Linked DNA regions of Mus musculus: region 1 is linked to region 2. A link is a contact called in public Hi-C data. All regions are on one chromosome and are shown on one strand. Each heading gives the region's core, a stretch centred on a gene start, on an enhancer-like site or on the middle of the called end of the contact. The rest is flanking DNA. Distances are from core to core; before and after follow the strand shown.

Region 1 (4,956 bases), core at 1,295-3,794, 410 kb after region 2:
TCAGATCCCCCGGAGTTGGAGTTATTGGTGGTTGTGAGCCATCCATTATTGGTGCTGGAATCAAATTCAGGTCCTCCTTAACTACTGAGACATTTCTCCAGCCCCAGCATGTCCAGCACAAGTATGTCTATAAACCTCATAGATGTCTGGTATCTAGTGGACTAGAAGAGGCATCAGACCCCCTGGGAACTGAAGTTATAAACAGTTGTGAGTCACCATGTGGATTCTGAGAATTGAACCCAGGTACTCTGGAAAAGCAGCCAGCTATAAACTGTTCAGCCATCTCTCAGGCCCAATATCTCCATTCTTAACTCTGATTTTTTTTCCTTTTTCATGCAAATACATTCAGGCTTTTTGTTTTTGTTTGTTTGGTTTTGGTTTGAGACAGGGTTTCTCTATGTAGCCCTGGCTGTCCTGGATCTCACACTGTAGACCAAGCTGGCCTCGAACTCAGGAATCCACCTGCCTCTGCTTCCCAAGTGCTGAGATTAAAGGCATGAGCCACCATTGCCTGGCACATGCAGGCTTCTTAATATATTAAATGATTATCCTTCTGCTTCTATGAGCTATAAAATATGCATATTTTAAATATACATTTAAAATTTTTCATTCAGATAGATAGAAAGATATATTGTGTGTGTGTGTGTTTTACCACAATATAACAAAGAAAAGAGGACATTAGCCAGATCTGGGCATTTTCTATAACTGTAAATCCACATTCTTTCAGAAAGTCTAATGACTTAAAGTCAATTTGTTTGGGCAAAGAAAAAGATTTACTTGAAAACCAATGATGGTGTAGCTCCCCAACAAAGCCCAGCCTCCTTGGGGCTGCAGTCACGAATATGATCTAGGGATTTGCTGGGGGAACATATCACTGGGGTAGTAGTCCGCCTTACCAGTGCACCAGGTACTCTGTGTTAATTAGTACTTATATATTAATGGATGTTTGGGGTTCTGTAAGTTTAAAGAAAGGTAACACAACAGATAATACCATCGTGCATCTTTTGAGTTCCTTTCCTGGAGAATAACTAATTTGTCACTGAATTGTTAGGATATTAAAGGTGAACCCAGAGAGCAGAGAGGATCACACATGGTATCTTTACATGGAGGGCAAGAGAGAGAAAAGCTTTTTTTTTTACAGACATGGGCAGGGAAGATTCTTATTTTAAAAGATCCTGACAGAATGTAAAAGGTCACAGAAGCCCTGAAATTGGCAAGATTGATGTCACTGTTAGCAGAACTAGCTTCACTGATTTAGAAAAAATAGAGGTGCACAATGCTCTGGCCACTCCTTGAACCTGTGTGTCTGCCAATGTTTTGACCATTCCTTGAACCCATGTGTGTGCCCACTGCTGCACCTCACTGCCAGGTGTTTGTGATATTGGTTGCTGGGAGAGTCAGAAAATCTCCCCAGCAACCACAGCCCAGCCAATCCGGAGTTGCTACACCTGCACCAGACTCTTTCCTTGTACCCCTCCCATACCCATTTCTTGAGAATAGACATTGTTTAGATCTGGAAATCCCCTACTCCCCCCTTCTCCTTCCCCCCAGGGCCTATAAAAACTGAGACCCCTTTCCCCTCAGGGTCGACTCCTCTACTCCTGCGTGGGATGTGAGTCGTCCCCAGAGCTCTAGCTTTCCCCGAATAAAGCCTCATGTGGTTTGCATCAAGCTTGGTCTCTCATGAGTTCTTGGGTGTCCGCTATTGTCCTGAGGCCTGAGCGAGGGGCTCCTCTCGGAGTCTTTCAATTTCACACTTAGATAGCTTCAGTCAGAGGAGTCTGCTGGGGCAAAGACAGTAAGAGACTAAATTATGTACAGTCCGGCTGTGTGACTTCTAAAATTAGTAAGTTTTTAAAAGTCCATTAAGAAGAGAAACTAGAGGGGTTTTCTTTCCTTGATAACACTAGGAAATGTGACCCAATACAACCAACAATATACAGGGTTTAATAACTTGAACCATTGGGCCATTTTGTTTCTTAGTTATAAGGATAACATTTTCCCAACTCGTATCAGGGATAAAGCCATATAATGAATAAAGTGGGTAAGCGCAGACTATAATCAAACTATAGCAACATGAAAGCTTTGTACAAAACTTCAATTTGCATAGAGGTGAGGATGTTTCGGAGACGAAAGACTGTGGTGTTGGCCTGGAATTAAGCAACTATGAACTGGGCTCCTTTTCCGGGTTTAAAATAACAAAATATGTTTGACTCCAAGTTGGGAGTTCTTTAGCACGCATGTACCTGGATCCAGTGGCTTGGTCAAGGGAGAACTACAACTCCCAGCAGCACCGGCGAGAGCGCAACTTCCGGGCCTAGAGTTTCTCTTGCCCCCTCCCTTACCACCACCCCACTTCTCTCACAAACAAGCCGACTTTTCGCTTCTAGCGTCGCCGAGTTCGAGATGGCATTGGCCATTGGCGGCGGACTTCCTACCTTGCAAGGAAGGGCTCAGGACTCGGCTAAGAGGAAAGTCGGGTCATAGAAAGCGGGAGGTGGAGGCTGCGGCTCAGGACGCCCAGGGACGTCATGTCCGCTGGGCGGGGCTTCCCGATCCCGCGCAAATCGAAAGGTCCATGGCTGCGCTTGCAGCAGCCGCTCGCCGCCGTTCTGAACCCCAGGTGAGCGAGCGAGCCCCTATGCGGGCGGCCGGGCGGTCACTGGAGCAGCGGGCCGTGTGGAGGAAAGTGGGGTCCCCATGACTCTGATCCACGTGCCTTCTGCCCCTCGGCGCGAAACCCGGATCTCCGGGAAGTGAGCGGGAGCGTGGAGCGCCTGCAGGCGACTGCCTCGGCCTCCGGGTCTCCCGCTTTCCGCAGAGGCGGGCTGACGTGTGTCCTTACCAACACTCGTACCTAGCGATGAATTCCCTTTGTATATGCTCTCTCCTGTGCAGGTTTGAGGAGCCACGGCGCCTGGAATGGACTTGTGTGCTATGCCTGTTCGTTCGGGAGACGGGACTAAGGTGAAGCCGCTGCTGCTGTTACCTCGGGTACCACCGGCGACCTTCTGGTGTTGATGCGCCACATGGCACTCAGTCACTTCTATACTAAAGAGGAAATATTTATTCGAGATTTAGTTGGCCTAGAAGAAAGAAACTTAAGGAAATTTCACGAAATGTAATTATGTCCCTCCCCCACCCCAACCCCCCCCCCCCCCAGCATGCACGAAATCATGTTTTAGAGACGTTGTCTTTTAAACGTAGTGGACTCGTTTTACACAGACCCACCTGCACCCAAATTGGCTGATGTTTAAAATTACGGGTTCATGCCCCCCTTTAGGGATTCATAGTTAATGGGCATGACCTTAAAGGTAAATGAATCTCTCAAGTGTCAGGGCTGCTAGCTAAGGGCATGGCCACTTTCCTGTGGTGTCAACAGGGCACCTCTGGCTTATCCCATAGTCTTTAAGAACATGATCTTAGGTCTGTTGAATCAGGTGCCTGTCCCTGTGACCTCACTGCTGAGAGAGGGGAAGGTAAGAGTGGAAAATCCCAGAGAGCTCAGCCTAAGACCTAACTAGCCTGGTGGACGCAGCTCAAACAAACAAGGTGGACTGCCTTTCACATCCTCCGATTCAAACTCCATCACGCATGCATCATACACAGAAAGAATAGTTGCAGAGGGTAATAGCCTTTGCTCTTGCAACCATGAGGACCTAAGTTAGAATCCTCCCCCCAGCCCCCTCCCCATTAAAACCCCCTGTGCCTGAGCCTGCTGGTAACTGCAGAGATTGGGAGGCAGAGGTGGCAGATCCCAAGACCTCATTGGGCCTAGTTGGTTCCGTAACACCCTGCCTCAAGGTGATAGACAGGTAGCAATAGAGGAAGACACCCAATGCCTTGCTCTGGGCTCTGCATGGATGTACCCACACACTCATTACATGCACACACTCCCTAATACAAATACCTGATCTTAGATGGTAATACTGTATTGGGAAGTGGCAAGCAGCTGCTGGAGTTGGAGTAGGAAGGCGGGGGTGGGGTGGGGGGGGGTGTTAGTTGCTTTGAAGGGGCTGCCATCTCCAGGACTTCCATGTAAGGACCTAGAAGGGAATGGAAATTATAACTGTTTGTTTCTTGAAGCTGTTTTGCACATCAAACACGGCTTCATGTGTCTTTGGTATAGCCTTCAATGAATCTGATGAAATTTCCCCTAGATGCCACCATGGCTAATTACCAGGGTATTGCTTGGAATAAACCATTCTGGTAGTGTGGGATTGCTGACATGCTTTTCAGTTGAAATGTCTGTCCTTCTCCAAACTTTGGAGTTTCTACACTGAACTTTGGATGCGCCCCTTTAATATAGGGGTGAATATGATACCATAGCATGCAGTGTTATAGGCTCATAGTCCTCTTTTTATGAAAGGAGAGACTCAGTTTTAATGTCTGAGTCCAAGTGTTAAGAGAGATAAGAGCCCACGTTAGGATTGTAAGTATGGAAGCATTTTTGGAAACAAATAACCACGAAGGAACTCCCCAGTGGTGTTCAGGTGAGTGTTGGTGATTAATGAAGTTCTGAGCTACAGAAGTTGCCCGAGAGAAGGCCAATCATTAGCTAAATGTTACTGTCGGTGCTAGACTCCACACTGAATTTCTAAAGCTTTTTGGTAAATCAGCCTTGGTTTCATGTTGCTCTCCTCCCTTTTTCCTTCATGTAGTTAACTTGGCACGATGGGGATTCAAGGGTTACTTCAGTTCATCCAAGAAGCTTCTGAACCTGTCAACGTGAAGAAGTACAAAGGACAGGCAGTGGCTGTGGATACCTACTGTTGGCTTCACAAAGGGGCTATTGCTTGTGCTGAAAAGCTAGCCAAAGGGGAACCTACAGATAGGTGAGTTTGCAGTGTATATCACTTGGTTTGAGAGCTAGAATGGTATGCTTTCTGTTTTTGGGTCAGCCCCAGGTATTTCAGGCTGGCCGGGGATTTGCTATAGCCAAGGATGACCTGGAGG
Region 2 (5,384 bases), core at 532-3,031:
CCACGTTCTCCTGTTTATACAGCAAACGCTGTTAACTACCAAGCCATCACCCCACTCTCATGGCACATTCCTTAACAAACCTGTGAATAGTGTAAAGATTAAATTATATCCTGTGTGTGCAGTGCTGAGCACAGTGAAGTCATGTAGGGGGAAGAAGACAATTTTCTTCACCATGTGTTTGCTATGGATATTTCTTCTTGTTCTTCGTATTGCTACTTGTTCATATTTGGTACCTCAAAACTAGGTTTTAAGATCAGGGATCCAGCAACTACATCTGTCAGTTAATTTCCTTACGGACCCATTGATTTCTCCTAGTTAATGGCTCTGAGGAAAAAAATAAATAAGCAACTTTTCATAGTTAAAGCCCTGGACAGTTTCTCAAGCCAGTGAGCTGTTTGATCATCAATGTTTTACAGAGGTGAGGAGGCACCCATAGCTTGTATCTGACACCTGAAGGGAAGGAGTTAAAAAGCGATTCTTCTTTAATTCCCAGCACAAAGATTTATGGAAACATAAGATGAAAATGATCAGTGTCATGAAAGAAATACCAACTAAACTGCTGGAAGGAGCTGAACAGATAGGGGAGTGTTAAACTCTAATGGTCCAAATAAACAATATAGTCTCTAACATTGTCTGTGGTTGACTTTTTGGTCTGACTGTCCCACTTGACCTAGCCCCAGCCTTTTGTTTACAGTCCTTAGATTTTCAAGAAGTTGACTTATAACACTTACTGCAAAAAACACTGTGTCATTTTTAAAAGTATTCATATCAGAAAGAGAGTGATAAGCATCATAGGCAGGGTGTGTTCTCAAGCACCAGCCTATGAGAACGGTTGCAGGGGCTTGCTGGTAGGAGATGCTGAAAAGGCAGAGGTAGGAGGATGCTGAGTTCAAGGCCCACCTGAATTAAGCCTGTGGACCATCAAGTTGATTTGGCTGATAAAAGTATTTGCTGCCAGGCCCGGTAACCTGAATTCAATCCTTAGATCCCACATGGTGTAAAAAAGGGAAACTGACTCCCAAAAGCTGTATCCACACATGGTCTCTGTGACACATGGGTGCCCACATACATACACACAAATATACACACCAAGTAAGTAAATAAATGTAAAAATAAAATTTAAAAAGCAAATGAGACAATAGCCGACCTGTAAACAGTCAAACAAAATCGAAGCATTTATTCTGGAAAACTGAAAGCTTGGGGGAGCCAGGACTGACGTGTCAGTATGGATAAGTGTTCTTGTATAAAAGGGAAGTACATAGATAGCCTATGTAGATCCAGTCATTCACACAGAGTATCTATGTAAACCCAGAAATGTAAATAGAACCATGGGAAAGAGAGTGGGAAAACAGACTTTATATGAATGGACATCACTAACACACAGTGAGGTGGCCAATCACTGCTAGCTCCTGCGGATGTGGAGAGATAAATTCAACTCCACAAGTTCATGGGGGAGGGAGAGGCCTAAGGGCTTCCATGGTAACCCACAGCCTAAGAAGTCATGAGATATCTAAAGCCATGAAACTTTTCCCTTTTAGGAAACATTGTGTCTGTGATAGGAAGTTTGTTTCTGAAAGCCTAATTGCATTTCCTGTCTAGCATCTGCATGTTTGGGGCCAAAGCAGAAGCAAACACGGTCCGCAGCTTGGACATGCTTGGAGAGTTCCATTCTTAAAGGCTGTGTGAGTCTCCATTCAAATGTGCATGAAGGAAACGGGGGGGGGGGGGGGATAAAATGTCATCTTTAGAACATTCAGGGAGTTCTCTGATTTGCTAAGCGGCCAGCACCCCATCCTCACCCACTTCATTTCCACAGCTTCCTGCAAGGGAGGAAGCGTTTACCTCAGACAACGAACAGCAAGGCTGAATTATAGCCAACAGAAAAAAAATTACAAAAAAAAAATTACACAAGAAATAAGTACTGTTACATTTTGAAACTTAGATCACAGAGAAAAAGGTGTAAGTTGTAACTTAGAACAAATCTCCAAGCCGAGCCACTAAAACCATCAACTCTGACAACACTGCCATTAGCTCCTTTTGCTTTCTGACTGCTTTCATCCTCTGGAGACCTTCGAAGCTACTTGTTTTGATTTGAAAGCACACTCTGTGAGATATGGTTATGCAAATGACTCACAGATGGAGCTGCACCATAGCAAAACCAATGTCTCATCTGGGACATTCCTTTTTTTTTCTTTTTTCTTTTTGCATCTTAATTTCCCATCTTTATGTCTAAACATATGGGAGCCAAAGGTGGATGTCAAAGTATCTTCCTCAACTTTTTCTCCACCTTATTTCTTGAAACAGCATCTGTCATAGAACCTGAAGTTAACATTTCAGCCAGGCTGTCTAACCAGCAAGCCCACACCCTCACCTCTACCCCCACCCCCGATCTCTGCCTCCCAGCTCAGGGTTACAGGCAGATGCGACTATAGCCAGCTTTTATTGGGGTTCTGCAGATCCAAACACAGGTCTTCATGCTTGTACAGAAATTACCTTAGCCACTGAGCCATCTCCACAGCCCTTTAATTTTCTCTTCATCTTAACAGAAAGTCATTCCTCAGTATGTCATTGTTTTATTAAATTTCTGTGGAAGTTAGATGGCTTTCTCATGAATCTAAATTGTAACAGAGCCACACGCACACAGTCCAATTCTGTGATGTTTACAAAAACCAAAAGTCATAACCACGAAGGAACTTGCTTAGAAATCTACCATCCACAGGTTAGTGACATGTAAACACTCTTGGAAGTGTTTCACCCACTAATGCAGAAGAAAGAGGAAAAGGCAGACTGAAAGTCCTGTGTTGGTCTAGGGTAAGCAGCTTATGGGCAAAGCTTTTCAGAGTTCTTACCTTCTGAACTGAAGGTTTGAGTATAGAAGTTAATTAAGAAACCAAGTCAGGTCGGGTGGCACACACCTGAAAATTCAGTGCTCAGAAGACAGGGGAGGAAGGGTCATGTGGCTAGCCTGAGCTACACAGCAAGACCCTGCCTCAAGAAAATAAATACATAAATGAATGAATTAGTAAATAAAATTAAAGTTAAAAAGTTGTTTTCTCTTCAACAGTAATCATGGTTCTACTGACCACAGGGGCCAAGAACATGAGATTCACCCTCCTATTTTCACTTCTTCATTTCTACTGAGATATGGGGGTGCAGAGTCCCAGTACCAAAGCTAGTCATAAAGATCACTTGAGCATGTAAGATTCTCTTGGAACCCCAATGACACTACCTGCCCCAAACCTTTTGTGCTAGCCTGCACCTCTCAGAAGGTGGGGTGTGGGAAGGGCTGGTTCTGCGGTGAGATGGAGACAACGTTGAGAAGGCACTGTCTACACTGAGGACATGGCAGAAGGGGGCACAGAATGCATTGCATCCCCTTCCTAAACGACAGAACTCAGCCCACTCACAAAGCCCTCGCCCCATGTTTTATGTCTTAAAAGGTCATATTTTTAAGAGTTGAGGAGACAGTTTGGTCAGAATAGTGTTTGGCTTAAGAGTACAAAGAGCTGAGTTAGACCCTAGAACTCATGTTAAAAGGAATGGGAGGAAGAGGGGAAGACAGAGGGAGGAGGGGAGGAGGGAAAGGAGGCATGGTGATCCACTTGTATGCCATCACTGGGGAGGCAGAGACAGATGGATTCAAGGATTATTGTGGCTTGCTGGCCAGTCAACCCTAAACTACTTGGCAAGTTTCAGACCAGTGAGAGAGATTATTTCAAAACACAAGATGGTGGGGGGTTAAGGAACAACAGCTGAGATTGGCCTAAATACACACACACACACATATACATACACACACACACTCACACACATGCATATATGCAAGGTGGGAGCGTGGGGGAGGAGCATTCTTGGAATCTATGTAGTTTTCAGTTTCTTGGACTACTGTGGCATTCTGCATTTTATAAAGAAGAAATTGTAATAAAATTGGGAATTCCTTATAGAAAACCCTACCACCAGCTACAAACACTTCAAATTCATTAGCCAAGGGTGGTGCCACATGCCTTTAATTTCAGGAGGCAGACACAGGCTGATCTCTGTGAATCCAAGGTCAGCCTAGTCTACATAGTGAGCTCCAGGCTACACAGTAAGACCTTGTCTCAAACAAGCAAAAGAATAAACAGTGATGTCATGCATGGACATTTTGTGTGCACAACCACAGAGCACGGGGAACATCCATTTCCATGGACATTATTGGACGCTGACATTTCGAGAGTCATTAGCAGTGAGTCATCAGGGTCACTGGGTTTTGCCAGTTAAAGGTTCTAAACAATCAAAATAACTATCCATGGGGCAGTTAAAATGATTATTCTGATCTCCATGCTACAAAGAAAAATAAACCAAATACAATCAAAACTATAAAGCCAAAGATGGGCCCATTTGTAAAAGGGGGCTGAACAGAATCCCAGATGATAGCAGAAACGTATGCTAACATTCAGATTCATACCTCAAATTTCATCACTTCATGGAAATCATCTTGCACATGTATTTACACAAACACAAAATTAAATTAGATCACCAAGTCAATCCATTAGTGATAACAAGCAGAGCCAGAAGCAGGGACTTCAAAGTAGTTCCTTGTTCTCTCACTGCAAGGGGTTAAGTGGACGCCATAGTGCTTCTGGGATTAGAGCGAATATGACTTCTATTATCTCAACAAGCTCGCAGCAAACTGCAGCACTGTCATTTGGTCTGGGTTTGCAGAACTCCTTATTAATAAAATATCAGTTAATAAATGCACTGTATCCATTGTAAACCCATAGCCACAATTCTAATGCTTCCTTCCTAAATACATTCTTTAATCTCAGACATTTACTAAATTTCTGCTCAATCAACCAGCATACAAAGATAAATTGCCAAGAGACCTTGTTTGTAAAGAACTCAAAAGATAAACAATTAATAAGCACTTTCATATATGCACAGTGATGTACCCATGTTCATTAAGCAGTGTGGATGTGCAGTGATTGGTGGGAGTTGGCTACAGTTTGTGGCATTGGACAGTTTCCCTGATGGATTTCCAGCCTACTGTGTTTCTACATCATTGATGTGAGGGTTGTGGAGTTGAGAAAAGATGTATACACCAAAAACATCCCGCTAGCTCTAGTGTAATATGACTGGTGTGTGTGTTTGTATGCATGCATACATGTGTCTGTCTATCTGTCTGTCTGTCTGATGCAATGTGTATATGGTAACTAAAAATATTAAAGCCATTCTTAGGGTCAGACATTGCTATATTTTCTTTCCTATACTTTTAGTTTTATCATGCAACTTCTTTCTTAGTGTATTTTAGATACTAGCAAGATTCTTATCCCAAACCACTTTGTCAAACAACTATGGTGTTGCCAATTTAAGCAGGAATTGAGAGGATGAAATGTTTTGAGGAA

The links. A called contact is a pair of places that touch in the nucleus more often than the background predicts.
Region 1: a contact with region 2 is called in a Hi-C map of B cells, with 17 read pairs. The contact joins the promoter of Exo1 here to the enhancer-like site in region 2. A contact is called at or near these places in 2 of 39 promoter capture datasets (liver and pre-B cells), 1 of 484 Hi-C or Micro-C datasets (B cells), 2 of 115 datasets of contacts at active chromatin or transcription factors (bone marrow-derived macrophages and embryonic stem cells) and 1 of 9 other capture datasets (pancreatic islet).

The regions. Positions count from the first base shown.
Region 1 is chr1:175,878,234-175,883,189 of GRCm38.p6, forward strand. It overlaps Exo1 (exonuclease 1), which reads left to right and starts at 2,545. Exons shown (of 15, transcript NM_012012.4): 1 at 2,545-2,623; 2 at 2,899-2,967; 3 at 4,662-4,835. The coding sequence starts at 4,675. Gm36360 (a long non-coding RNA gene) reads right to left here and starts at 2,522. Exons shown (of 3, transcript XR_373723.2): 1 at 2,439-2,522.
Region 2 is chr1:175,467,485-175,472,868 of GRCm38.p6, forward strand. All of the region lies in intron 2 of Rgs7 (regulator of G protein signaling 7), which reads right to left. Among named protein-coding and RNA genes, the nearest start is that of Rgs7, 22 kb to the right of the region's middle. Within about 2 kb of position 1,782, at least 18 of the 459 cell types and tissues checked have an H3K27ac peak or open chromatin away from gene starts, as enhancers often do. A contact at or near this core is called in B cells, where this site is marked.